Regions from separate parts of the Mus musculus genome. Here regions 2, 3, 4, 5, 6 and 7 are each linked to region 1. The links are chromatin contacts, called in public HiChIP or PLAC-seq, Micro-C and promoter capture Hi-C maps. All regions are on one chromosome and are shown on one strand. The core of a region is the stretch at or near the end of the contact, and the rest is flanking DNA. Distances in the headings are between cores, read along the strand shown.

What was found. Promoter capture Hi-C pulls out the DNA fragments that hold promoters and counts their contacts. Hi-C and Micro-C count contacts between places; a contact is called where the count stands out from the background. HiChIP or PLAC-seq counts read pairs in DNA pulled down with a chosen protein or histone mark. Capture Hi-C pulls out chosen DNA fragments and counts their contacts.
Region 2: a promoter capture Hi-C map of liver shows a contact between it and region 1, with 4 times the contacts expected there. The contact joins the promoter of Copg2 here to the promoter of Strip2 in region 1. A contact is called at or near these places in 5 of 39 promoter capture datasets (hematopoietic stem and progenitor cells, hippocampal neurons, liver and 1 more) and 1 of 9 other capture datasets (liver).
Region 3: a contact with region 1 is called in an H3K4me3 HiChIP or PLAC-seq map of embryonic stem cells, with 8 read pairs. The contact joins the promoter of Prrt4 here to the promoter of Strip2 in region 1. A contact is called at or near these places in 2 of 115 datasets of contacts at active chromatin or transcription factors (embryonic stem cells and pancreatic cancer cells).
Region 4: a Micro-C map of embryonic stem cells shows a contact between it and region 1, with 4 times the contacts expected there. The contact joins the promoter of Impdh1 here to the promoter of Strip2 in region 1. A contact is called at or near these places in 3 of 39 promoter capture datasets (hippocampal neurons, liver and stem cell-derived epiblast-like cells) and 1 of 484 Hi-C or Micro-C datasets (embryonic stem cells).
Region 5: a contact with region 1 is called in a promoter capture Hi-C map of liver, with 5 times the contacts expected there. The contact joins the promoter of Tmem209 here to the promoter of Strip2 in region 1. A contact is called at or near these places in 3 of 39 promoter capture datasets (liver and pre-B cells) and 1 of 115 datasets of contacts at active chromatin or transcription factors (memory CD8 T cells).
Region 6: a contact with region 1 is called in a promoter capture Hi-C map of neural stem cells. The contact joins the promoter of Calu here to the promoter of Strip2 in region 1. A contact is called at or near these places in 1 of 39 promoter capture datasets (neural stem cells) and 1 of 115 datasets of contacts at active chromatin or transcription factors (bone marrow-derived macrophages).
Region 7: a promoter capture Hi-C map of pre-B cells shows a contact between it and region 1, with 4 times the contacts expected there. The contact joins the promoter of 1700012C14Rik here to the promoter of Strip2 in region 1. A contact is called at or near these places in 4 of 39 promoter capture datasets (fetal liver, liver and pre-B cells) and 1 of 9 other capture datasets (adipose tissue).

Annotation. Positions count from the first base shown.
Region 1 is chr6:29,915,264-29,919,029 of GRCm38.p6, forward strand. It overlaps Strip2 (striatin interacting protein 2), which reads left to right and starts at 1,750. Exons shown (of 21, transcript NM_177204.3): 1 at 1,750-1,967. The coding sequence starts at 1,812.
Region 2 is chr6:30,894,662-30,898,427 of GRCm38.p6, forward strand. Copg2 (coatomer protein complex, subunit gamma 2) reads right to left here and starts at 2,133. Exons shown (of 24, transcript NM_017478.3): 1 at 2,000-2,133; 2 at 881-933; 3 at 186-266. The coding sequence starts at 2,036. Tsga13 (testis specific gene A13) reads right to left here. Exons shown (of 8, transcript NM_054073.2): 8 at 2,320-2,582. The coding sequence ends at 2,413.
Region 3 is chr6:29,177,490-29,181,255 of GRCm38.p6, forward strand. Prrt4 (proline-rich transmembrane protein 4) reads right to left here and starts at 2,095. Exons shown (of 5, transcript NM_001101443.1): 1 at 1,968-2,095; 2 at 1-342. The coding sequence starts at 279.
Region 4 is chr6:29,214,504-29,218,269 of GRCm38.p6, forward strand. It overlaps Impdh1 (inosine monophosphate dehydrogenase 1), which reads right to left and starts at 1,861. Exons shown (of 15, transcript NM_001302933.1): 1 at 1,569-1,861. The coding sequence starts at 1,738.
Region 5 is chr6:30,507,983-30,511,748 of GRCm38.p6, forward strand. It overlaps Tmem209 (transmembrane protein 209), which reads right to left and starts at 1,801. Exons shown (of 15, transcript NM_178625.4): 1 at 1,703-1,801; 2 at 684-820; 3 at 472-530. The coding sequence starts at 1,705. It also overlaps a transcript of Ssmem1 not described here.
Region 6 is chr6:29,346,395-29,350,160 of GRCm38.p6, forward strand. It overlaps Calu (calumenin), which reads left to right and starts at 1,712. Exons shown (of 7, transcript NM_007594.4): 1 at 1,712-1,814.
Region 7 is chr6:30,459,051-30,462,816 of GRCm38.p6, forward strand. 1700012C14Rik (RIKEN cDNA 1700012C14 gene) reads left to right here and starts at 1,935. Exons shown (of 2, transcript NR_131049.1): 1 at 1,935-2,079.

The sequences.
Region 1 (3,766 bases), core at 500-2,999:
CTATTCTGAGCTACAATGTGAAACCATGTCTAAAAAAGAATGGAATTATTCCTAAGAAAAGGAGAAATAATTCCATTGGTTGAGAAGAATACAGTACTAGAATTTGGGATCCCAGCAAAGTTGGTTTGATAGCAACATACCTAATACAGTTAGGAGGATCAAAAAAAAAAAAAAATGTAGAGAAGTAGGAGTCATCTTAAAGATCAGTAGCTGTGCTGGCTGGTTTTGTGCAAACCTGACACCAGAAAGAGTCATTTTGGAAGAGGGAATTTCCATTGAGGAAAAACACCCCAGCAGTCTGACCTGTGTGTGCGCAAGTTTATGGGGCATTTTCTTGGCTGATGGTTGATGTGGAAGGGCCTGGCTCACTGTAAGCAGTTGTATTAAAAAGCGAGGAGGGACAAGCCAGAAAGCACAGTTCCTGCTTCCCTAGGTAATGAGCTGTAGGCTATCAGATGAAACAAACCCTCTCTTACCCAAGTTACTTTTGGTCATGGATTTTTATCACAGCAATTGAAACGCCAAGACTGAAGTAAACCAAGTGAACGGAAGTTTCTTCTATAGAGCAGCATACTTACCACACTGAGACAAGACTTAATGTAATCCTTGGGTGTTCTCTGTGCTTCAGAATTTCCTCATCAATAAAAACTGGATTCGTAAAAAATAACCTGTCCGGAAGAGGTGTGGTACCAAGAAAACACATACAACGCTTGGCACAGTCCCAACTCAATGATCCTTTCACTGTCTTAAAGTCATGGGTTACCATAGCGATTTGGTCCCTCCCATTCCCTTCATCCATTGTCAAGCCAGACCTGCCAATATATTTAAATTGTATTCGGGAGAGAGCCGAATCCACAGCCTTCAACTACCCGGTTACCTTCTGGTTACTTTTAGCTCTTAGGGCGTAGGATTTTTTTTTCTTTTCAATTTAAATATTTATTTGTTTGTATATGGGAATCGGGGAGGACACCAGGAGCATGTGTGGAGGTCTGGTGTCAAAGGACAACTTTTGGCTGTTCATTCTCTCCTTCCACCAAGTGAGGACCCGGGGATCGAACTCAACATCTTAGACTTAGATTAGGATTGTTTTAGAAATGGGAAGGAAAGAGCAGCGGGTGAGGGTGGGAGCTTGCCATCTATTCGCACCAAAAAGAAGGCGCCCACACAGCTAGGGACAAATGACAGGGAGCAGCCCTCAGGGATTTCAGTTAGGTCCCTCCCCGCAACTCTCATTCTCTCCTCCAAGAGTTCTCTTCCGAAAGCTTCCTGAGAGGGTAAGTTTATGGTGTGGTGGCTCAGGTTATCCTGAAGGCCAAGCCCTTTCTGCGACAAAGCGGGATGTCACAGGCGTGCAGCAGCCTGGATGAGGGGGTCCGGGTCTAGTACCGCCGAAACGTAGGCACTTTGGACCAGGGATGGACTAGGGCTCTCAGGAAAAGGCTGCTATGTGGGACAGGAACAGCACTGAAAAGAGCATGCAGCACGGAGCTAAGCCGCCTTGCGCTCAGGGTTCAGAATTCGAATCGTGGAGCTGGACGTGGAGTCTACTAGTCCCAGGCTACCAGCAACTGAGCAGTAAAAATGCCGGGGGTCCATGGGGAAAATATTCCTTGAAAGAGCCCCCGCCTCTGGATGGCTGATTAGCCAATCGCATCTCGGGGCGGGGCCTCGGAGAGTAGTTACAGCCAATCGGAGTTCAGGGGGCGGGGCCTGGTCCCGGGCGCGCGCTGTGGCGGGGTCGCCCTGGGCAGAGATCTTGGAGCTACGGTAGGGAGCCGCTGAGGCGAACCGCTGAAGGGAACCTTCCCAGCATGGACGACCCCGCGGCACCGGGGCCCGCCGGCTCTCCTGCTAATGACAACGGCAACGGGAACGGCAATGGGAACGGGAACGGCAACGGCGGCAAAGGGAAGCCGGCCGTGCCCAAGGGCAGGGAAACGTTCCGCAACCAGCGGCGGGAGTCGGAGGTGAGGAACCCGGAGGTATCCGCCAGCGGGAAGCGGCGGCTGAGGTGGAGCGGCCCTCAGCCCGGTCCCTTCCCGCTGCGGGTCGCCCGCTTTCTTGCCTTGGCCTGCGGTTTTCCTAACCGGCGCGAAGAGCGTAACAGATACTTTCCAGATACTTGACAGCTGCCGCCCGGTGAAGCCGGAATTTGGATCCCGGTGTACCGATGGGGAACCAGCGCATAGAGGTGCAGGGACTGGACGGAGGGGCGGGAGCCCGAGCTCTGCCGCGGGAGGGGAGGGTGGGCTGGCGGGCAGCACGCCCTCCCTCTTCACACTGCAGCAACTGGCACTGGACTGGACCAGACCAGCCTGGAGCACCAGCCTTCCCCTTGCTATATCTCCTGCCCTCGGGTGATGGCGGTGGCTTAGGGAGCGCCTTCCGCGAACAGCTCGCCCCTTTTCTAGGAGGGTTGAAAGACAGGATTCAAGCTGGGATAGGACCAGGGCGACGTTTGAGAGTAGCAGTCCCAGGATGCAGCTAATGGGATGGCTATTTAAATATCTTCCACCTTTTCTTAGGAAAAAAACAAAACCAAAACCAAAAAAAACTAACTTGGGACATGGAAAGGAATGAATTATTATTATTCCCCTACATTTTATCTAGCCATATTCCATCTATCAACCAAGAGCAAAACTGCATACAAGCAGGGACTCAGGGGGAACGAAATGTATGTGGAAGGGGATGTGAAGGTCATCTGGTTTAGCCTTTATTTGATTCGATTTCATCTGGATTTAATTATTTGAGACAGCCCATGGCAACGTCTATTGACAACTTGCCCTGGCTGGGCTTGAACTCACTGTGTAACTGAGGAGAGCTTTGATCCTCCTGCCTCTGTTTTTCAGGTGTTAGGATTACAAAATATGCTACCACAGTGAGCCTAACCTTTCATTTTACTACGTAGAAGCCACGGAGTTGGGGGGATGTGGCTCAGTGATGGAGTGCTTGTGTAGCTTACACAAGACTCTAAATTGATCCCCAGCAGCAGAAAAGGGGTCTGGTCATCTAGAGACAAAAGGTAAAAGAGATAAAACCAACTCTCCTGAGATCAGACACTTGGCTGACAGTGAATGGCCAAAACCACCAAGTTTCAGTGTCTGTCTGGCCAATTGTCTGTCTGTCTGTTTCAGTACCTCCATTTATTATCTGTGTGGCTTTAGGCAAATTAACTAACCTAGTTTCTTTTGTAAAACAGTTACCACTGAATAACTCAGAAGGTTGAGATAATCGAACACAAAGCCTTTTAAACAGTTCATATAATTAATTGGTCAGTACTTATAACTGTCATCATTCTCGTTAAGGGGCAGAGGGAGTCCTAGTCTGTGGTGATTCATTTAAATAGTATTTCACAGTTTCCAAAGTGATCAATCTGTCTATTTGGTTATTTGTTGTACAGAGACCAACACTAGCATATACACTGCCATTAAGCTCTCACCCCCGTCTCCTAGTTCCTAAAAGGTAAATGGAGCAGGGGAAACTGCCCCCAAAGTCACCATCTTGTACAGACAGGGTTTCTTTGTAGGGATTTTCTTTTAAAAGTGCCTTATACCTCCTTCCTCAAGAGAGACATTGGTGTGTTTTTCGATGAAGGAAAAGTTTAATCTTGGCTCATGGTTTCAGAGGACTATTGTGGTGGTGAGGCCATGTTGGAGGACAGCTCAAAACGGAGGAAGTGAAACATTGTTCTTGATCAAATATTTTGAGGGGCTAGCAATGAAGTTACAAGATGTTAATGATATATCAGTGAATAAGGCAGAAGGGT
Region 2 (3,766 bases), core at 883-3,382, 980 kb after region 1:
CAAGGAATATAGGCTCAGTCCTTGTATTAAAGAACTTTCACACATTATTGTTCTAATCACACACTGTGGATTTTCAAATTACATGATTTTCTTTTTTAAACAATTCTGCTTTTCAGTAAGTTCTTCACTGTAGGTTATATATTTCTATCTTAATACACAAATCGAAGGAAATCAGAATAGTTTACCTGGTTGAGTAAGTAAAGAATCTTTGTCAAGATATGCAAGCATCTTCTTGGATTGATGGGCGTTTCGTTGAATATGCGTGCCTACAGAAATATGCAAAACAGTATGCTGTATATTGTGTATGTTCTATCACAGAGGATATCAAATCATCTTTAGTAGCATTAACAATATGTTAGTACAATATCCAAGTAATGCAGGTTGTCTATGCTCTCAAGGTAGTATGACGTACAATAAATTACCAGACATTATCTGCTTTCCTGGCTATATTTTATTCCTTTAGGTTGACAACTTCAACTTTAAAGACTTGACCAGAGTCTCTGTCTACATATGAATGCCTCGAGTTTAATATCTGTAAGCTCTTCTAATAACCTTGCACTTACCACTCCTGACATGTCATTAAAATCCCCCAGCACACGACAGAGTCTATATGTCTGTACGTTTCTATAGTCCCAGCCTCTCCCTTGTCCTCTACTCCACAATCTCTGCACTGCTACACTCCGTTGTCACTTTTAATATAGAAATAAAAAAGGGATTTCTAGTTTTGATCAAATGTGGGGGAAGACCGATATTCAGACTGTCAGGTGGGTCTACGGTCCTTCACTGTTTTTTTGGCTGTCCTGACTTTTGTACTTCCTAGGTTCTTTGCCCATTATTCTCAAACAGAATTGATAAGGCACTGTACACATCCAAGCCATACCTCCTGCAAGACAGCACTCTTCTCCAAATGCTGGAAAGGATTGGAACCACTACCTATAGTATAAGAAAAAGAGAAGGTCTTCAATAGCTGGACTACAAAGACTTTTCTAAAGGAGGATATTGCATGCTTGGAAATCTCACCTAAACAGAATGATCCCTTGGAAGTCACAAGGACAACTATTACTAATATGCAAAGAAGTTGGATGAAGTAATTTTGATTCTGGTTCAAATTCTGTCATTGCCATACTGAGATATCTTGGACTTCTCCTGATATAGGAACCCTATCCAAAATGAGTGCCTTCATTCCCTGCTTCCCCCTCCCCCATCCCATGGATGTTAACAAATGTGTCGGTTTCCACCACCACCAAGAGTAATGAGATGACAGGACACTATGGATTTCCCTAAAAGCAAGCCCTATTTTATGTGTTTCACACATTTACTGAAGCAGAAAGGAACAGTTTCGCAGAGAGTCACAGATGTAAAGGCCATGCAGGATGAGGCCATGAAGGTCCACTAACCCAACCTTCCACCACACTTGTGAGAGCAGCTACCACTGAAGAGCTGAAGATTTTTTTTTTTTTTTTTGAAGAGGCTTGGCATCTTCCCCACTTGCACTGCACCACAGACAGGTATCAACACGCAAGTCACTTCTGGATGCCTGAGCATTCAATGAGCTGTGTCCCACCGGGCAGTCTTAACCCCTGGGAACAGGAGAATCAAGGCCCTTCAGAGTCCATAAACACGCAACCCTGGCCCGGTCGACCCCAGCTCCCAAAACAGGGGGTGCTCGCCCTGGGGCCTAACCCCACCAGCAACCCCAGGGTACCGAGACTTGCGCGCGCACCTCCTCGCCCCCCGACAGGGCCCCACGGAGGGCCGGCTCGGAGGGGCTCGATCGGGGGGCGGGCGCGGGGGGCGGGGACGCGCCGGGGCGGAGCCGCCGAGCGCTCGAGGCGACTCCCGGCCAGGAGCGCGCGGCCCGAGGGGAGGCCCCGGCGCCGGGGGAGGGGCTTCGGGCAGACCCCGCCGCTGCGGCCGCCCCCCAGAGCAGGTGGCTGCGGGCGAGGGAAGGGGGGAAACCCTTGCGCCTGAGAGTGGGCGTCCGGAGCGCCGCGCGTACCAGACTCCTCGTCCTTCTTGTCGAATTTTTTAATCATCTTGGACGGCTTCCCAGCGCCCAGACCCACCGCAACCGTCCCAGGCGCCGCAGCCGGCGAGCGGAAGACGCTGCAGGAAGGCAGGCCCTGGGTTCTCGCACCGGTTGGGCCGGCGGGCCGTCACTCGGGGCCAAGGCCCGCCCCCCTCGGGCCTCCGCGGCCGCCCTTGCCCCCTAGGGACGCAGGCACGCCCCCTGCTCCGCCCACTGCCGCACGGGGGCGTGGCCAGAATCTGCCCGGAGGCTCACCACGCCCCGCTTCACAAACTCTGCAAGCCAGGTCTGAGACAACAAACAGGGAACTTTATTTGGTTAGTGACTTCTCCAGGCCCCCTCAGTTCTTGGAGAGTGAGGAGTGGGGCTTTAAGTCTTTGTCTTCACCAAATGACAGCCGCATCTTTGACAATCCACTGCTGGGCCCTTCCATGGCGAAAGAAGCTCTCCCCTGGCACACTTCTTGTAGGCTTCTCTTCTAGGAGCTTTGAAAATGTCAGGGGTTCCCAAAATACTTGCGAAGTTGGTGTTTCACTCTCTGACTTCATGGAAACTACGACAAAGCATAGGACACGTTGAATGTGCGACTCTGAGAGCACTAGAAGCGTACTAAAAGGAAGGCGTGATGTGATCCATTTGAGGAGACCGAAAAGCTGGTCTTAATTTAACTTTCCAAGAGGGTAGATTTGGGGACTGCCATTCCCAACTTCTTATGATTCCTTCTTCACCCAAACCAGTGTAGTTTTCTTGGCTTTCACCATTTTCAAATGATTCAATCTGCATAACACTCAAGTAATTTAAGGGATACTCATGTGTCTCAGTGCTTTTCCAAATGTTTTCTCTTTTTTTTTTTTTTTTTTTGTCCTCGTCTCAGAGTATGAAAAACACGCTTTTAATGCCTTGGGCATCGAAGACATCACATTTCTAGAAGGTCTTTCCAGCTTCACCTGTTCTTAGGGCGTTGACTACTTTAAGATCTTAATGACAGTCCTTCCTCCGTTGAGGGCGTGGTTTGCCTCTTGGGCAACCTTCTAACCAAACTTGACAACTTCTACTCAGATCTCTCTCTCTCTCTCTCTCTCTCTCTCTCCCTCTCTCTCTCTCTCTCTCTCTCTCTCTCTCACACACACACACACACACACACACACACACACAAATGATAGGGCATCATTTGGGGGACAGAGATGTTAGCTTAGAAATGGCACCACTAGTAAAACACCCTGGCAGCTTTGTTATTGTTGAGGAAATGCACCATAACTGTCTGTTCATTTTAGGTACAAAAGTAAAGCACTCATATTTGGAGAGGGCATATGTAGTCGCCATAAATGACACTAGAGCTGAAGGCTGACATATTACTTTATACATGAAGATCTATCTCATCCTGACAGGGCTTAGAAAAGGTCCTACCTAGATTATGCTACATACCCTTAAGAAAAATTTCAAACTGGGCATGATAGCACACACGCTTTTAATCCCAGAAGGCAGATCTCTGAGTTCAAGACCAGCCTGGTCTACACAGCAAATTCCAGAACAGCCAGGGCTATACAGAGAAACCTTGTCTTGAAAAAACAAAAAGAAAAAGAAAAAATTCCCATCATATATAGATTCCGCTGAATAATGTGCCCAAACCTTAGTAATGGTGCCACTTAAAATGTTACTCCATCCCGATTAAAAATACTATGCTAGGGACTGGAGAGATGGCCCAGTAATTAAGAGAATTTATTGCTCTTGCAGAGG
Region 3 (3,766 bases), core at 845-3,344, 740 kb before region 1:
CAGATCGCCTTCCTCCTCTTCCTCAGACTCCTGGCCTAGTCCAGGAGAGAGAGGATGGGTCTCGGTGACAGGATTTCCCCAGACAGCAGCAGGTCCCCGGAGATGGAATTTGAAGTTTAGCCCCAGGTTGAGAGAGAGCATAGAGGCCTCACTCTGAGGTGGTGGGGTCAGAGTAGTAAGAGGGGCACCTGGTACAGAGGAAGCAGGCTGTGGACCCACAGGTACGGCAAGCAGGACCCAGCAGAACAGCCCCAGCTCCAGGCAGCTGCGGCCTGCCATGGCCCCACCTGGCTCAGCAACGCGGGTGGGCAGGGAGCTCACTTCTTCAGCAGCTCAGGGGTCCTAGAGGGAGAAGTGCTGGGAGTCAAGGCCTCCACCCGCCTCTTCCCGGATCAGATGCCCCAGGCAATGGCTCTAATCACAGAGAAGCAGGTGCAGGAACACAGGCAACGTGTTCTGCCTAAAAGAGGCATGGCAACTCTTCTTGCCAGCCCCCTCTCCACTACCTGCAGGCTCCAGGGCAAATCTCTTCCCTGCACACACTACCGCCATGCACACCCAGCCTTCCCACAAGGGGGCCTGATGTCTGACCAGAAGTCTGACTACAAGCAGGAGCCTCATCCTGAGCCAGAACAGAGGGAATCAACTTAACCTCCCAGAGGCAGATTCCCTCCCTCCTCACCCACCCCTCTACCCAGCTTTCTCCATCCCCCACCCCCCATCTCTCAAATATCTACTGAGGCCCACTGTATATCAAGCATCGTCCCAGTAATACAGTGGTAAAGAATGCAGACCCTTCCGGTTCGCTCCTGATCCCCACCTCCAGACCCAGCAAGAAACCACTGGTGCACAAGGCCCTCAGAAAGGGCAGGTCACAAGCCTGAGTGATCTGACCTGCAAGGCCATACAGCCAGCGAAGCAGGGTCCCGGGCCTAGCAGAGGCTCTCCGGAGCCTTTCCCCTCTTTCTAGGGGTTTGGCCTGCAGCTACCCTCCCCATGACCTCAGGAGTTTTTGAGGGAGGGACCATTAACCCTTTCTGGCTCCGTAGGAAAGGAGGTCAGGCAGGCAAGCTCGGTAAGGGGCAGCAGCTGCAGAAAGGCTACCCCCCTCCCCAGAACACATCTGGTGGGGGAAGGGAGAATGAACCAGGGACACACGTGCACCCAGTACCCTTACATCACACACACACACACACACAGCCGCACCTAGCACCCGTGACACACTCACCCACGCACCCTTCACACACTCCTGCACATATACACACTCCACCCTGATGCGCCCCTTTCCCTCCTACGTAGGCTCGCTCTCTCTCTCTCTCTCTCTCTCTCTCTCTCTCTCTCTCTCTCTCTCTCTCTCTCTCTGCATATGCAGTCAGCAACACACACAATCCTAACACACTGTACATATACACCACACACCATCATTTCTATCAACCCCATCTCACGCCCCTTACACACCCACCCCTCGCAGGCACACAAGCACACGCGCGTGCGCACACCACACTCCCGCTTCCCCAGTCCAGACCGACGGACCTGCTTCTCTCGCTCGGGCGAGTCCCCGGGGCCAACCCCCGGGAGAAGGGGCACCCTGGCTCAGGGGGCCCCAGCAGGGCAAGGCTCGGCGAGTCTAGCCTGTTCTCCGTTGCGCCCAAAGCCGGGACTCGAGCTCAGAGTCCCCGGATTCCCTTTGGCTTGCCGGGCGATCGCAGCAGCTGCCGGTCTGTCCCCGGCTGGGTCTGCGACCCGCAGCGCTCTTAGCAGGCGGCGGGCGGCCGGGCTGCGCTCGCGATCCGCACTCCGCTCCCTCCCCGCGGCGCCGCCTCCTGGCTGTGAGCCCGGCTCCCCGGCCCAGCGCCCGCGCCCGGGCCCCGCAGCTGCCGGGCTTCTTGCAGCCCTCCCCGCTGCCTCCCGCGCCCTCCCTCCTCTCCCTCCTCCTAGCCCGCCCGCTGTTCGCGGTCCGCCCCTACCCGGGCCGGCAGGCGGGCGCGCACATCAGCGCGGAGCCACGGCCACCTCGCTGCTCCGGCCCCACGCGCACTCATTCACCCAGCGCTGCCAATCAGCTGCGGGAGAGTCGGTGCCTCGTTCTCAGCCTGGCGCTGGCAGCCACAGGCTCGGAGGACAGCCCAACGCACACACCCACAAGCACGCCATTCCCGAGAAACACCCTCAGGCGAGGGCACTGGGCGCGCGCGCGCACACACACACATTCACACGCACACAAGTACGTGCACACATGCAACAGTAGTCTGGCATAGGTTAGTATCCCAAGCAATCAAAATCCACTCCGTTGAACCCTGGATAAAGACTTACTGCTCTCCCTTACAACAATGGGAACAAATGTGTTCCCATTTTAGAGATAGATAAGTCCCCAGAACTTATCAAATTGCTTAAGATTGCTCAGTTTGGCGGAGACTTGAACTCAGTCTTTCTGCTTGCCTTCTTCACCACCTGGTGGTTTGCAAACATACAACCACCGAGGAAGGCCTCCTACGCTTCTTCGCAGGCCAACTGCCAAATGTCAATCCCCATTCATAGCGTCTCCTTTTGCTAAAATCTCTCCAAAATACTCAGCTTCAGAAATATCTGTGGGAGAGAATAGTGAGACAAGCTGGTGTGCGAGGTGGATCACAATTTGTCTCCAATAAGACGTGGTAGAAGAACATAGAAACAAAGAAAGAGCACCCAGCCAGCCTCATGGCACTGCTAGCTAAGAGTACTGAGCAGTCGCTAAGCCTGCTGCACTATCTAAAGGCTGTATTGTTGACTGACAGGATTAAGTGTGGCTTGTTGGAGGCTGAGGCAGGCGGATTTCTGAGTTCGAGGCCATCCTGGTCTACAAAGTGAGTTCCAGGACAGCCAGGGTTATACAGAGAAACCCTGTCTCGAAAAAAAAAAAAAAAAAAAAAAAAAAGTGTGGCTTGTTTGTTAGTCTGGAGTCTCTAAATCCCTTCATGTTTTCTTTCTTCCAAAACGGTGAATTTGATAGAAACGTGCGTGCGGGCGCACATGCGGGCGCTCGCGCGCGCGCGCGCACACACACACACACACACACACACGGAGGGAGGGAGAGAGGGAGGGAGGGAAATGTCTTTAATTCTGTCACTTGGCAGGCAGAGGCAGAAAGATTGAAAGTTTGAGATCAGTCACACTCACAAATTGATACTCTCTCAAACAAACAAACAACTCCAACCAACCAACCAGACAGACAGAAAGGCTGACAGACCAAACTGCAAAAGACTTGCCCATTTTGCTGGGTGTGAAGACAAAAACCCAGCATCACCCTTCAGGTGGTAAAGGCAAAAGGATCCAAGTTCAAGACTGCTGTTGTTGGCCATGGAGGGATTTTTGAGGCCAGCTCAGGCTACCTGATAACCAGCCTCAGTAGACAGGTAGACAAAAGTGAGCTAGTCCTGCCCCAGAAAGCAGAGACATAGCATAATATTTTGGTCAGGGGAAGAGCAGGCAATGTGTTGCAATTCAGAAAGGCATCTGAGACTCATTTTTGGATCACAGAACTCATGCCACCAATAGATTCAAGATCAAATTGGGTCTCCCACCAAGCTCTCAGAGTCCGACTGTGAATCTGGGATTTATCCTGAGTCTCCAAACAAAACACTGGGAAAGCCGTGCTCTAGGAGTCCCTAAAGGAAACCACTACTCTGCCCTTCTCCCCAGGCCACTGGGGGCTGCCTAGAGGCAGTGTGTTAGGATTCAGACTCTAATTTTTTTTCATATGTTTTATAAACGCTATCCCACCGGAGAC
Region 4 (3,766 bases), core at 611-3,110, 700 kb before region 1:
ACGCAAGGAAGGGCAGCTGGTCCCCTGAGACTCCCCTCCTCACAGCTTCAAGGGCAGGGGGCAGGCCTAAGGCAGCTGCTCAGGGGAATAGGGGAATAGTGTCCACCAGGGCACTAAAGTTCAGGCAAGCAGTCCAGAGGACTCTATCTGATCTGAGGTTGTTTAGAGGAACAAGATTTCAAAACAACACTTTTAGGGGGGAAAAGGTAAAGACAACATTAGCATTGTTATGCCGGGATAAATAGGCAGGGCTCACCCAAGTTCAAGCCAGAGAGACCAGTAATGCTGCTGGACTGAAGCCTAGGGCTTCTCAGAGAACCCTTGCCTTTTCCTACACCTTCATTCAGGTTGGTGGAGGCAGATAGAGGTCTTAGCTGGCAGGTTTTGGATTTTATACTGGCCTGGCTGGGGTCCAAGTTTACACAGGCCATTCTGAGCCTAAGTGGGGGGCGGGAAGTGTGGGGTTGGCACTGTCCCTTTGATGCAGCAGTACATCTGAAAAAGAGATGCACCTGCCTGAACTCTGAGATTCTACAGTCCTAGTTTCCTTCGAGCTCACAAGTACCGTGGCCCGCTTCCTCCCATATAGTGGCACCTCTCTAAAACCCCAAGCCCTCCAAACTAGATTTCTATTATAGAAAAACGGATGGCAGGTTGCTTAAGCCTAAGTCAGTTCTAAAGAGACAGCCAGCAACGGCAGGAGGGGCTGGGCTTCGTAGCCCCAAAAGCCGTTAAAAGTTCTTACATAAGCGGCCAAACCCTGGGCAGAAGAACTACCTGGCTAATTCCCCAGACCACCCTCCCCTCAAAACCCAGCTGCCAGATCACCTCCCCAAGCTGCTGAGCACCAGCAGATGGGGTAGAGAAAGAAGTCCAAATCCCCTGGACCGGAAGGACAGTAGGATTGCATTTCAAACTGCGATACAATCCAGAGATTAGCCGCTGTCTCTTTTTTCAGCTCGTTCCCTTGAGGCCCAGTTCACTGCCCCAACTCTTTCTCCAGGGACCCTCATTCATTGCCTTTCAGACCCCCTGCATTGGGGTACAAGTCTTTCCAAGGAGTGAACAGCAGCCGCCTCACTGGATCTCAGTGCCTGGTGAGAAAGTGCAAGTACCTTCCCCTAGTCCTAGGGAGACACTCAATCCGGACACCCACACCTATTGAATACATTCTAGGAAGAAGAAAGCTGAGGAGAAAGCGCCGTTGGACCGGGACTCCAACAAGCACTTTTTGTACCCCAGAGGTCGGAGCCACTTGTACCAAGCGTCGCTGAGTGTGTAGTATAGGTCGGATCTTAGATAAAATGTTAGGGAGCGATATTACAACCTGCGCCCTCTCTCCAGCTCCCCGGAGTAACGCGGCACTGAACTGTTTGCACAGTGCCCGCCTGCATCCGCCAGCCAAGAGTCAGGTGTATGACAGTCTAACTGCGTCTGGGGAAGTGCAATGGCAGTAGAGGGGACCTGCCTCTGGCCTCCCCCGCAGCGCTACCCGGTCTCCCGGCGTTGCCGCGCCCTTCTCTGCCGCCCGCCCCGGATGCGCCCGCGCGCCTTGCCCTGGGCGTCACCTCTCCGGCTCGTAGCCGGCCTGCAGCAGGCGGGCGCTGTACCGCTGCGCCGCGGTCTCATGTCCCGGGTGTTGCCGGGCTCCGGGCTCTGGAGCGGCAGCCGCTCCACCTCCCTGCAGCAGCGGCGAGAGCAGCCCGGACTCCGGTGGGGGTGAGAGCGGTTCCTCCATGCCATGCGGAGGCCGCAGCTCTAGGCGGCGGGAGCCTCTCCGCGTGGAGGCTCCCGAACCGGCGTAGGCAATAAGAGCCCCAGTCCGCTCCCGGAGGGAGCGGGGTAGTGGGCGGGGTCTACTGGAAGGGGCGGGGCTGGTTGTTGGGAGGCGGGGCTCTGGAAGAGCTGGTTTGGGGTCCTGGAGTCCATAGGGCTCCGCCCTTGGCACTACGCTCTGTTCCGCCCCCATGAGACGCCACTCAGGCTGAAAAGTAAGCAGATGAGCAGATGGTGAGGTGGAGCGAGGTTTGTGTTCTTCAAGGACCCAACTGAAGAGGACCCTCCGCTGTACCCTGTGTCGTGCACCTTCGAGTTTCTCCTGGTTTCATCTGAGGAAAAGGAGCGCAAACACCAGGGTAATGAACTATTATTGCATGGCCTCTTGGAGTGCTTCCAGTCCTGGGCAAGAGAGGTGGGACACTCCAGCAAGCCCTACCTATTCAACAACCCTCACCATTTCTTTATACTGCTACCCAGGGAAGACAAACAGGCTACTAGCTCCTGAAGGAAAAGACCCTAGTCTTGCCCTGCTTATAGTCTTCCTTTACAGGGAAGTAGGGCTGAGCACACACGCACTAACTCGCATTTGCTCATCTGCTGCCTAGAAAACACTTTCTATTTCAGCTTTGTTACTATTGTCAGCTTTCATAAAGCAACTCTCTGGGAAAGCAAGAAGAGTTACTGCCTTCGGGCAATTTGTTCGAGGAGGCCGAGTAGATAGAAAACAAACAACTGACAATTCTTACACTGAATACTTTTTTTTTTTTTTTAACATCTGACGATCTCAGGAATAAATAATAGACGCTTGGTGATCTGGGGCTGTTAAGATGGCTCAGTGATTAAGAGCACGGGTTGCTTTTCCATAGGACCCTGGTTCAATTCCTAGCACCCATATGGCAGCTTACAACTGTCAGGTTGTAACAGGTGATTCGTTGCCTTCTTCTGGGTTCTACAGGCACTGCATGAACATGCTGCACAGATATACATGTAGAAAGACACCTACACACATAAAATAAATAAAGTTGGATGATCTGCTGGCACTAAGATCCATTTCAAGAACCCAAAATTATGGTCTTTGTGTTGGCTAGTTTGATGTCAACTTGACAGAAGTTAACTCTGCCCTTGGTACCAGACTCTGTCGTGGGCACACACCCCTCCCCCCATCTGAACCAAGTAAATGTCAATTGAGAAAATGATAAAATGACTAAGATCAGGCTGTAGAGCATTTGCTTAGTGGTTGGGAGGCCCCAGCCTACTGTGGGTGGTGCCATCCCTGGGCAGGTGGTCCTGGGTTCTATAAGAAAGTAAGCTGAGCAAGCCATGAAGATCATGGCACCTCCCCATGGCCTCTGCATCAGTCAGTTTCTGCTTCCAGATTCCAGCCCTGTGCCGGGCGTGGTGGCGCACGCCTTTAATCCCAGCACTCGGGAGGCAGAGGCAGGCGGATTTCTGAGTTCAAGGCCAGCCTGGTCTACAAAGTGAGCTCCAGGACAGCCAGGGCTATACAGAGAAACCCTATCTCGAAAAAAAACCAAAAAAAAAAAAAAAAAAAAAAAAAAAAAAAAGATTCCATTCCAGCCCTGCTTGAGTTCCTGTTCCAACTTCCTTCAATGATGAACCACAATGTGAAGTATAAGCCAAATAAACCCTTTCCTCTCCAATATGATTTTGGTCATGGTGTTTCATCACAGCAACAATAACCCTAAGTAGGACAGCCATTAATCCAAACACTCAGAAGGCGGAGCTACAATGATCTCTGTGAGCTCAAGGCCAGTCTGGACTACATAGCAAGTTCCAATCCAGCCAGGGATGCACAGTTAAACCTATCTCAAATAAATACATACATACATACATACATACATACATACATACATACATAAGCAAGCAAAGACAGACAGACAGAAAGAAAGAAAGAAAGAAAGAAAGAAAGAAAGAAAGAAAGGAAAGAAGGAAGGAAGGAAGGAAGGAAGAAAGAAAGAAAGAAAGA
Region 5 (3,766 bases), core at 551-3,050, 590 kb after region 1:
TTTCAGGTGTGGCAAAGGTGAACCTTACCCCCCTCCCATGCTTTATTTTTCGTGGTAGGACTCCTAACTTCCCAACTCGGTATTGTTTATAGCTTTGACCTTAGAGAGGTGGTCTCAGGTGCCAGGCTGGCCTCCATGTCTGATTCCTTCTCCCTCCCAAGTACCGGGACTAGATATTCTGCCATACCTGGCTTCTATTTTGGTGTGTTTTTGTTGTTGTTTGTTTTTGAGACAGGGTTCTGCAATTTATCCCAGGCTGGCCTCAGACTTGAAGTAATCCTTCTGACTCAGCCTCCTACTAGAATGTTCTTTCCATAAAAGGGGTTACCTCGTTCCTTCACTAGACTCATGACTTTGGGAAACTGAGTAAGAACTCATTTGTCTGAATAAAAGAATGAATACTAAGCTGAATTAAATTTACAAGCAAGTTTTCATATGTAGTAAATCTAAATTATAGTGGAAATTACTTACCGATATACCAGAGGGGCCAGTATGTCACATTATAATATGTACTGATTAACTTTCCAGTCCTGAAAAGATTAGAAAGGCTTTCCAGTTATTTAAATAAATAAATAACACGCCCACCACAAACCAACCAAACACTTAAAACCAAAACAAATATAAAAAGCCACAGTGCCAGCCAACAATAGTTAAAATTTTCACTTATGGGCTGATTAACTTACATTTCAGTATATATCATTCCAGCCATGGATACATTTAGGAGTCCCCAAGCTAAAACCACTTTCCTAGTTTCTGTTTCTTTTCTCATCTTGATGGTTCTGTCAATAAGGGAAGGATTGGGGCTTACGTCTCCTTGCATCTATTCAAAGGCAAAACAAAAAACAAAAAAACAAAACAGCCTGAAATGAAAAGAAACTACTCTTAAGAAATCAAAAATGTCTGTTGTAAAGTAACTGCTCCCCCCCCCAACTTTTCTCTTCTTTAAAATTTCTCCCCAACTTTCCCCTTTAATATTAGTATATGAAACTTTAATATTAGTATACACAACCCTGAAATATCTTCTTAGGTACCACAGAAAAATCAGCAGGGAACTTGCTGGTTATTTCAGAGAAGCTAATGGTTCCAATAAATTAAAATGTTTTGCTACATAATGTAATGGTTTGTTATTAAGTTCGCAAAGAGTTCTTTTGTCTCTGCTTCGAGTTACTACATCTAGATGAAGAGACACCAGATATCAACTTTTGTCATTACTGTGTCAGACCCTAACCTTGACCATGGAGTGATACAGGCTTAGCATCTCCTTTTGGTGATGAAATTGTAAAGCTTTTCTCACGGGGTGGACGGGTACTATTCACGTGAAGAGTCAAGAGAGAGACGGGAACGGGAACACGTGCGTTCAGTTTGGGTTACTAAAACTGTCATCTCCTTTGTCTCGCTAGGCTCAGCTCTGCAATCACTGAGAGGGCAGCTCCCGGGAGTCATATTCTAGAGCACATTAGCATCCTTCCCGCCTTCCTGCCCCGCGCCAAAACTCTCCTCGGAGAGCTTCCCTCCCTGGCTACCTCAGTACGAGCTTTATAATTATCCTTCATGTGTCTTTCTTCCCTTGCACTACAAGTGGCAAGATTCCTAGCTACATCATCCCCTGGCTGAACCTCAGGCACAACTTTAGGTTTGGAACTCTGAGGGAACAGCACGGACTCCATGTCCAGGAAGCACAAGACAACCCCCCCAAACGCACCATGTTCTTCAGCAGGAAGCCGTGGACTCGCGCCACTCCCTACTGCACATGCGCAGAGGCAAGACTAAGGCGGCGGCGGCGGGCAAGCCGGGCTACAGTTACCGGAAGAACCGGGCCCTCTCTTCTCGCGAGAGGGAGAGGGGTGGGGCAGAAGGACCCGAGCCGCGATCGTTGCCAGGGGAACGCCCTCGGATTTGTGCCTCCTACTTAGCTGCAGGAAAAGGCTGAGCTGCAAAATTCAGACCAGATTCTGAACACTTAGTAAAAAGTAATGATTGTAGCAAGCTGAAGTTTGGATATTACTAATTGTAGCTTTATCTAGGGCCCCCTACGGCTAATTGGTAGGATACAAGCATGCCTGATGTGTTAGACACACTCAGCAATGACAAAGCATTTTTCCTCTTTTGAAGTGTTTTCTCCCTCAATTGGTTTGACCCAATGTAAATTCTCAAATATCCACCTTATGAGGATGCAGCATTAGGAAGAAAAACTGGAACGTTCTATTGAAGTTAGTGGTGGTTTTGGGGTTAAAAACAAACAAACAAACAAAACCCCACCTTTGCCCTGAATGTTCTTTGAAAGAACTGAGAAAAGAGTCACCAGGGAGGTGAGTGGTTTTCCTTAGTAGCTAGTGCAAGTTCTGACAATACGCCATGTGTGGAGTACGAGGCAGGGATGGGGGCTTGGCTTCCTGGCTATTGTTCTAAAGAGCTTTGCCTGTGTCCTGCAGGTGAGGACAGGGAAGCAAGTCCAACTCTGGAAGAGCTTTCTTGGGAGTGGCAGCACTGGCCCAACTAGTGGCCAGCGTAGCCAGTGCCTGGAGAAGTGTGCCAGCCAGGCCTTGGTACATACATGCCTTTAATCCCAGCAATCGAGAGGCGGGGGCAAGTGCCTCTGGAGTTCCAAAGCTAGCCATAATGACATTGTCTCAAGATAGTAACTAAATATCAAGATTAAACAGAAGAAAATGAAGTTTCATTGTGGTAGTGCATAGTGTATGCTCTTAAAGAGCTAATAGGTTTTTAGGTTTTTTTTAAAATCATGTTTATATTGTCTTAGTACAATGTTTGGATCTGGACATAGATTTGGAGATGAACTAACTTGACAATTGTTCCAAGAGAACAGGTTCAATTCTGTCAGTATACAGTCAAATCCAAAATGACAGCTCATTTCTCCACATGTAAGTCTATCTAAAAAGGCCCAAAGATTTATTTATTATTGTACATAAGTACAATGTAGCTGTCTTCTGACACACCAGGAGAGGACGTCGGATCTCAGTATAGGTGGTTGTGAGCCACCATGCAGTTGCTGGGATTTGAACTTAGGACCCTCAGAAGAGTAGTCAGTGCTCCTACTTGCTGAGCCATCTCACCAGCCCTTGGTGTGGTTTCTCTCTGTCTCTCTGTCTCTCTGTCTTTCTGTCTCTCCCTCCCTCTCCCTCTCCCTCTCTCTCCCGCTCCCTCCCTCTCTATCTCTTGCTCTTTTTTTGTTTTTTTTCGAGGCAGAGTTTCTCTGTATAGCCCAGGCTGTCCTGGAACTCACTTTTAGACCAGGTTGGCCTCGAACACAGAAATCCTCCTGCCTCTGCCTCCCGAGTGCTGGGATCAAAGGCGTGCGCTACCACGCCCGGCTCTATCTCTTTCTCTTAATGTAACCCATAAACTAATGTGTATTTCTTCCGGGGCTTAAAAAACACTTGCCACACTGAAGTTGATAGTTACCATTATGTATTATTAGAGTTATCATAACCAAATATCCCAGAACACCAGTGCCTCCTTCAAAAGAAAAAGTTAGGCAGTACTTTAAAAAAAACCCCAAAACACCAGACTTTGTTCCCACACAGGGTTTGGGAAGATGGAATCTAAGACCAGAATGTGAGGAGGGCTGGTTTCTTCTGAGACAGGTGGTGTTGGCTTGTCTATGTGGCTTCATCTTATTCTCTCTGGTGGCCTTTCCCCTGGGTTGGTGAATTCTTGGTGTCCTTTCATCTTCCTTGAGACTACAGTAAGATTAAGGCTCCATCCTCATGGCCTGATTGAACCATCTTTGAGCTCTTGAGGAATT
Region 6 (3,766 bases), core at 462-2,961, 570 kb before region 1:
TAACCCATTCTCTGATGTTTCCATCAACGTAATTGAAAAGTAATTTTCTTTGTTCTATTACTATAAAAACTTCATCAAACTGTTACTACATTGGTACATGAAATCTGGGTTCCTAGTCATGGTCACTCACATTTGGCTCCATAATAAACTTTCTTTGAGATGAGAGTTGTATTTTGAGTTGGTGGTTTGGATGTTCCAAACAGTAATTGCACACTTTCCTTGTCTTAGGGCAAACTGATTTGCTTTATTGTCTTTCATGAACTTAGTCTTTGTTTTGACTGGACTTAAATTCTAGAGGCTTTGCTATTCATTTCATACATGTTGAAAATAAAGTAGCTCTCAGGCTGGTGAGATGGCTCAGTGGGTAAGAGCACCCGACTGCTCTTCCGAAGGTCCAGAGTTCAAATCCCAGCAACCACATGGTGGCTCACAATCATCCATAACAAGATCTGACTCCCTCTTCTGGAGTGTCTGAAGACAGCTACAGTGTATTTACATATAATAATAAATAAATCTTTAAAAAAAAGAAAGAAAATAAAGTAGCTCTCAATGAATACATGTTTTAATTTCATGGCATTGAGTAGGTGATGGGTTTACTAAGGTTATATAGTTCAGTGGTAGAATGGACAACTAGAATCCTGCACAGAGTCTGGGTTCAAACTCTCCTGTCCCCCGCCCCTCCAAACAAACAAACAAAAAAACAAATTGCTAATTTCCTATGTTTCTTTTAAATCAGGGGCCTTCAACGCAACGGGTTTCTTCCATTCAGTTTCTTCTATTCAGTTCACTTAGTATTGCTGAGAATTTCCTTGGACCTGGGCTGTAAGCTGGGAGCTCCTGATGTGTAAGTCAGGCAGATCTTATTTTGGCACTTGGTCTAATCGAAGACATAAGGACAAGCACCGTTATTAAACAATATCTGGCTGCGTACTGAAAATGCAAACTGCCAGGAAAGCACATGCGTATTATCTGTTTACTGACCAGGAAAGATTCCTAAAACTAACACCTTAACTGAGCACTGGCAACTTCACGACTACAGCTTCCCCTAAGACATTCCAGGATGACAACCTGTTTCATGACTGATGGCTTTCAGTAGCTGAAAAATCGAGAAAACATACTTCAGGCAGAGGAAGCCGCTTTGTGGACAAAGACCACATGGGTGTAAAATGTAAGGCTGTAAGGCTGTTAGGGGAGGCCGGGATCATGATGGTTTAGGCAGAGATGCGAAAGAGCATGGTGGGTGAGAATCGAAGCTGAAAGGTGCGTGTTGGCGGGGCGGAGAGCTGCTCAGTAGATCTGACTCTAGAGCCAGAAGTTGGGCTCATTCGCAGTGGGTGGTGACGTTACAGCGGGACTATTCCGGCCCCAGGGGCTTGGAGGCAGGAAGAAAGCCATCGGAATTACACTAGAAGCCTAGGGAATCAGGGTTGCCTGCCGTAAATGAGGTCGTTGCGGTCAGTGGGCCAAGGTCAGCGAGCCGCGCCCACACACCCAAGAGCAAGGAGCTGGGACTCAGAGTCCCCACGGGCTGGGCAACCCGAGCTGGGCGGGAATCCGGTCCACGCAACTCGGCGCGCTCGCGGGGACGTGGCGATTTCCAGCCAATCCCGGCCACGCGATTGTGAGACCAATGGCCGTACGAAGAAGCCATACGTCAGCAGTGATCGTGCCGGGGATTGGTGTGAAGACCCCCGACAAGTCGGATGGGGGCGGGGCCATTAACCACTTCCGGTTGGGCGGTGCTTGTGCGCGGGAGCTCACTCCCTGGGTGAGCCGCAGCCACGGTATCCTGCGGCGTGGAGCTCCCGGGAAAGGTAAGTTCTGTGGTGCTGGGTGGGTCCTGGTTCGCTCTTATTCTGTCCGTCGGCCCTGTTCCCCATTCGTAGTGGGTGTCCTCACTCCGGTCTCAGTGCACCGGGATGGGCCCGAGGCTCCACTCTGGCCCTCAGAGTGCGGTCCCCGACTTGCTGTCCCGCAGCTCTGCGGAAAGGGTTGTAGCTCCCGGGCCCTGCGCCCTCCTGGGCACCGTTTTTGTGCCTGGTTTCGCGCGTCCTTGATCTCCTCCCCGGGTTCCTCCACTCAGTGTCCCTGGGACTAGAGGGTCACTTTTGTTTGTTTCCTGAAGGTCGGAGAGAATTGGGTAGAGAGTTTTAGTATCCGCTCCCTGCCACCTCGCCGGACTCTTGGGAGCTGCCACCCCGCCCCAAGGCCACATCCCGAGAATTGAGTTGCAAGTGCCAAGAAAGAAAGTGTTAGCTGTCTTACAGGGTGTAGGAACATGGAGAACAAAACGATTGAAAACATAATGTCATTATTTTTAAAACTTCTTGTTAATTAGAAAAGAACGTCGCAGTTTTCTATGTTTGGCTGGATATTGTCATTAATGGAAATAGTTTTCACGTGTTAATTAGGGAGTTAATTACCTTTAAGTAATCACGGGTTTTTTGCTTGTCATTCCCAAGTGTTCTGATTTTTGATATGCTGTATACAGAAGTGAGCTTAATTTTAATTCGCGATAGTTGCTGTAATTAAGAGTGGTTTGCATTTTGTAAAGTTCCTTTTGCATGAGTGGGAAAGATCAGTGGATCTGCTAAGACTTTTGGTTCTTTGATCGAAATTCCTAAGCGTTCAAAGCCTTGGAACAGGGTTTTTTAAGAATTGCATTCACTTCCTGTCATGAACCATCAAGTCAGCATTAATAAGTTGGGAATGATAGCGCTCCAGTTTAATTTAACATGAAGGTAGAGTGACCTGGAGTGGCTGATAATTATTCTTTGCTATACCTGAAAGCTGACCCAGGAGAAGTATATATTTGACCTCATTCAGTTAGATTTAAGTATCGAGCAATAGTCACTGCTAAAGAACTTGTGTTCTTCTGTCCAAATGTGGGACCAGAGAGAACCTATTACTTGTGTGTAAGATACCTATTACTATTACTATGTCTGTCTGGTCCGACTATGAGTTTGGCAGTGTTTCAGGGGTCTCCAACAGGATATTTTGAAGATTCAAAAGGAATCATGAGCTCATAAAAAATATAAAGTATGTGTGTATTCTTCTCAATGTCATTCTCAATCATGGTTGGGCGCCATTCATATAGTGATATGTTAATTGATGTGTTATATCATTGCTTCAGTACAGGAGACTAATATGTTAGTATTAGCTTAATTTTTTTTTGTAACATAGATGTGCCAGGGATGTTTCCGGAATAGCCAGGAATAGTCATGGGAAATGCTTGATTAAGATCCTGGATTCTTTCTAAGTTCGAGGCCAGCCTGGTCTACAGAGTGAGTTCCAGGACAGCCAGGGCTATACAGAGAAACCCTGTCTCAAAAACCCAAAAAAAAAAAAAAAAAAAAAAAAATAATAATAATAATAATCCTGGATTCTCTCTGGGCGTGGTGGTGCACGCCTTTAATCCCCAGCACTTGGGAGGCAGAAGCAGGCGAATCTCTGAGTTCGAGGCCAGCCTGGTCTACAGAGTGAGTTCCAGCACAGCCAGGGCTACACAGAGAAACTCTGTCTCGAAAAACCAAAAAAAAAAAAAGGATCCTGGATTCTTTCTATATAAACTTGGTTTTTTTCCTCTGTGGCTTTGATGTTGTTTTGCATGTGAGAAAGTCTCACTGGTATCCTTGGCTGACCTGGAACTCATTATATAGAGCAGACTGGCCCCAAACTCACAGGAGATCAGCCCATCTCTACCTCCTGTATACTGAGAAGATTAAAGGGATGCACCACCACACCCAGCTTTTCTATGAACTTTAAA
Region 7 (3,766 bases), core at 685-3,184, 540 kb after region 1:
TGAAAAGAGGTGGGCGGGGGTGGACCTTATTCCCAGGAGACCCTGCAGATTAGCCATATTCTGATTCACCAAGGTTGGGACAGCCCAGCCTGACACACAGAAATGAGGTCTCTCGGCTCGGCTCAGGCAGCAGCCAGGCAGGCGGGAAGGGCCTGTCCAGTTTGGCTCCTCAGCCCAGCTCTAGGGTTGGTGAAGAGAGGACACAGACAGCGGCACACGCTGGCCACTTACTATTCTTGGCACTCAACACCAAGCCAGGATCCTCACAGCGGTTGCATCTGTGAAATACATCAAGTGTCAGTGTGTGTCACCTCAGAAGGGACGGGCAGATCAGTTCATCTTTTATGAACCATCTCACTAAAGCTACCAAGAGTCTGGGCCTCAGAAGGTTCTAAGACTGCAAGGCCCACTTTCTCTCCCTGCAGGGTAGCAGAGCCATATCTGCCACGTGCTGCAGTCAGGCGTCACTCTGTCCACTTTCTGCTTAGCTAATTTGTGCTGGAGCCGGCGTGGTGGTGCACCCTCGTTTTTTCATCCCAGCATTTCGGCGGAGGCAGGTGGACCTGTGAGTTTGAGGCTAGCCTGGTCTATATACACTGAGTTTCAGGCCAACCAGGGCTTCTTAAAACAAAATCAGAAACCAAACAAAAACATTGTGTTGGGATGCGGGAGGATAAGCCAAGGGCCACCAAAGTGTTCTTGCCAAGGGAGTTACCAGCTCTCCCAATGCCAGAGGAAGGGTCTCCTTGGTAAGAACTCTCACTGCACCGATAAAGGACCAGACCCTTCCCCAGGTGGGCGGGGCTCCGCGGAGCCGCAGTGCAGCACGATGAAGCCTGTGCCTGGGACGGGAAGCTGCTCTGGAAGCGAGCGCCAAGTCCCCCAGGTGCCACCGCCAGTCACTTGTCCCGGCAAAGCTCCCAGTGTCCACATAGATGCGGAGCCAGGTCAGGATTTTTCGAATGTAAAATGGCCTCGTGCTTCGCGGAGAAGCTGCCCAGGGTGGGTTCTCTGCCGCCCCCTGGCGAGCAGCGCTGGTCCTGGTCGTGGGCACCGCGACTAGCAGCGGCCGGTGCCCACGCTAACTGTGCATCTAGTGGGTACGCAACCGGCTGGGATGCCACCGGGGCACAACCTTGTATTCAGGCTGATAGCACCCGGAGGCAGGGCTTCTACCCAGCAAACCGGTTAGAGGAATCAGGTACTGAGAATAGAGTACTTTAGCTCAAGGCTCAGAGGAGCACAAAGAGCTAGAAAGCTTTTCAGGGACAGCACCCACCACCTCCTGGTGGCTTCTGGAAGGGGAGGAAGCCTACGAAAGAAACCAGAAAAACTGCAGGAGACTTGGAAAGTTAGGGCGAGGAGAGGCGGTGCTCAGAAGGCACTGATATATAATCGCGCTCCAAGGCAGTTAGTTGGGAAATTTTAAGTTCGAGGCTACGACAATGATCTTTTTGGTAAATAGGGTGAGGCCACTTTGGCCAGGGCACTCAAGAGTACATATACAGAGCAAGGCCTGGCCTTCAGCTCCCATCTCTTTATCCTGGGGTGGGGAGCCAACCTGAGCACAGCAGTCACCCTGGGGCAGCACCTCCAGAGGATGCACTGGAGGCCAAACTCTGGCCTTGAGGGAGACAGGTCCACTTGGAATTAGGACGGGGTACCACGGGTGTAGGACCTTCTCCACTAAAGCTTCGCAGGATGAGGATCCTCCCTCCCTCCCTGCCTTCCACAGCCCAGTGTGGCAAGAGGGGCCTAGGGCTGCGGGGGAGAGAACCACTCCAAACCGGAATGATCTGGTTTAAGGCAAGCTGATTCTCCCTCCGCTCTCCCCCGCCCTCCCTTCTCCTCCTGCGACAGGCTGCTTTTTGTCGCAGTCCCCTGACCAAGGTAAACAGGAGGGAGGAAAGAAAGCTCTGTTTCCATGGCAACCTAGAGGGCGGTCGATTTGGCTCTCTCGGAAGTGCTTGTATGAAGGGGAAAAGAGGCCTCACTGGAAAAGCAACAGGGAGGAAAGATCCTAGCCGCGTTCCTGATGGGGGTTATTCTGGAAGGTGATGTGGGCCTGGAGTAGGAGAGGTGAGGGGCCTGGCACCCTCAAGTGAGGTGGCAGATGGAGCCCGGGACCTGGATACTCCAGGGGCTGGATTCACACCAGAAATGCCACCATCAACCTGGGAAGTATCAAACAGGTGCCAGAGCTCTCCGGGCACATGCTTAAACCCTCACGCCTTGCTAGCCCAGTCCAGAAAAGCTTCCATGGCCGCTCGCTCTGCTAAGCCACGGGGATAAGCCCGGCTCAGTCACCAGGATGAGACTCAGGGCCAAAGACAGGTTCTGTCTGAAAGACTCCCCACCCAGTTCTTGGAGAGTGAGCTAAGAGAGCGCTCCTCCCCTGAGAGTAAGGCTCCAGCATCCTTTCTCCTCCAGACTGGCCCAGCTCCTGTGTGGCACCATGAGAAGAACAGAGTAACCCCAGCATGGGTTGATGGGTGTGGGTCACCATCTCCTGAAGGAGGAGGACTGTCCTGTCACTCTTCAGAGGTCAGCTGAAGTCCTCACTAACCAGATAATTACCACACACTGAGACTTTTCTGAGGAGCACCCTGAGAGGGCCAGTAGCCTCTCAGGGTTCCTATCAGCGTCCTCATAAACTCCTTCTGTCCCGGCTTGGGGAAGATAAGGCAGCTTGCCTTGTCTTTAGCTATCATCTGAATAGCCCGGCCAGGAGAAAAAAGACAGAAGCTATGGGTTGGTCTTCTTCTGACCCCAGGGACGCAGCAGTAGAGACAGGGACTATGTGGAATCTGTATGAGGTATCTTGGTTTCCTCAGGCCACACGGTGACTCCTGGCAGTGAGGCTTCCAAGATTTGGAAATCCCAGCTCCGGAGCCTTTCCCTGGAGCCAGTGGAAGCACCTGATCTGTCGGGGGGGGGGGGGCTGGGGGGGGGGGAGATACCTTTCAGACCAGAACAAGGCAACAGATGGACGCGTTTTCCTTGTAAGATGCCCAGAAAGGCCACATCTCAGCTCTTTCCATGGCGTGGGGATTCCAAAGCTACCTGACCTTGGTGTCTTGCCACGATGCTCCCTTTAGTCCAGCCATGGTGCCGCTCCTTGGATGATGAAGTGTGTTGTTGGGGGCCTTGGCACCAGTGGCTCGCTCTTCCTCCTGCGTTTCTGTGGGTCTGTCCTCCATCTCCGGTTCTCTATTCAAATATCATCTCAGTGAGGAAGAGTCAAAGCTAGGGTCCCACTAGGAAGACTCCAAGGCCTTTGCCCTGACCCTTCTACCGGCTCTGTCCCCTTCCCATCTCCCCCATGGTCATAGAGTTTACTGCCTGTTTGTTCCACCATCAGGAGGACAGGAGCTGACTCTATCTTGTTCATTCCATAGTCCTTAGAGCCTGGAACAAAGTAGGTGTTCAATAAACACTTTCAGCTAGCTGGATAGCTAGGGGCCTGGGTTCAGAAGGCGGGGGCCCTCCACCTGTCCTGCAATCTGTAGAGGCCTGTGGTGCCTGCTACCTCCTACAAGCTGCAGAGCAATGTGACACACTTCCAGTGAGGCCCGCAGAGGGATCCAGTGTGTAGCCACTATGTAGGAAAGAAGCGAACAGTAGAAGGGGATGCTGCACTCAGATAGATAGGCTGGGTCACTGCAGCCAGGCTGTAGGAGGCATGGTTGATAACATCTAAAGTAGGATTGGAGTGATTCAAGTCAGCCTGAGGCCCAGGACCCTGCCCGTCGGGCATAGCAGAGGA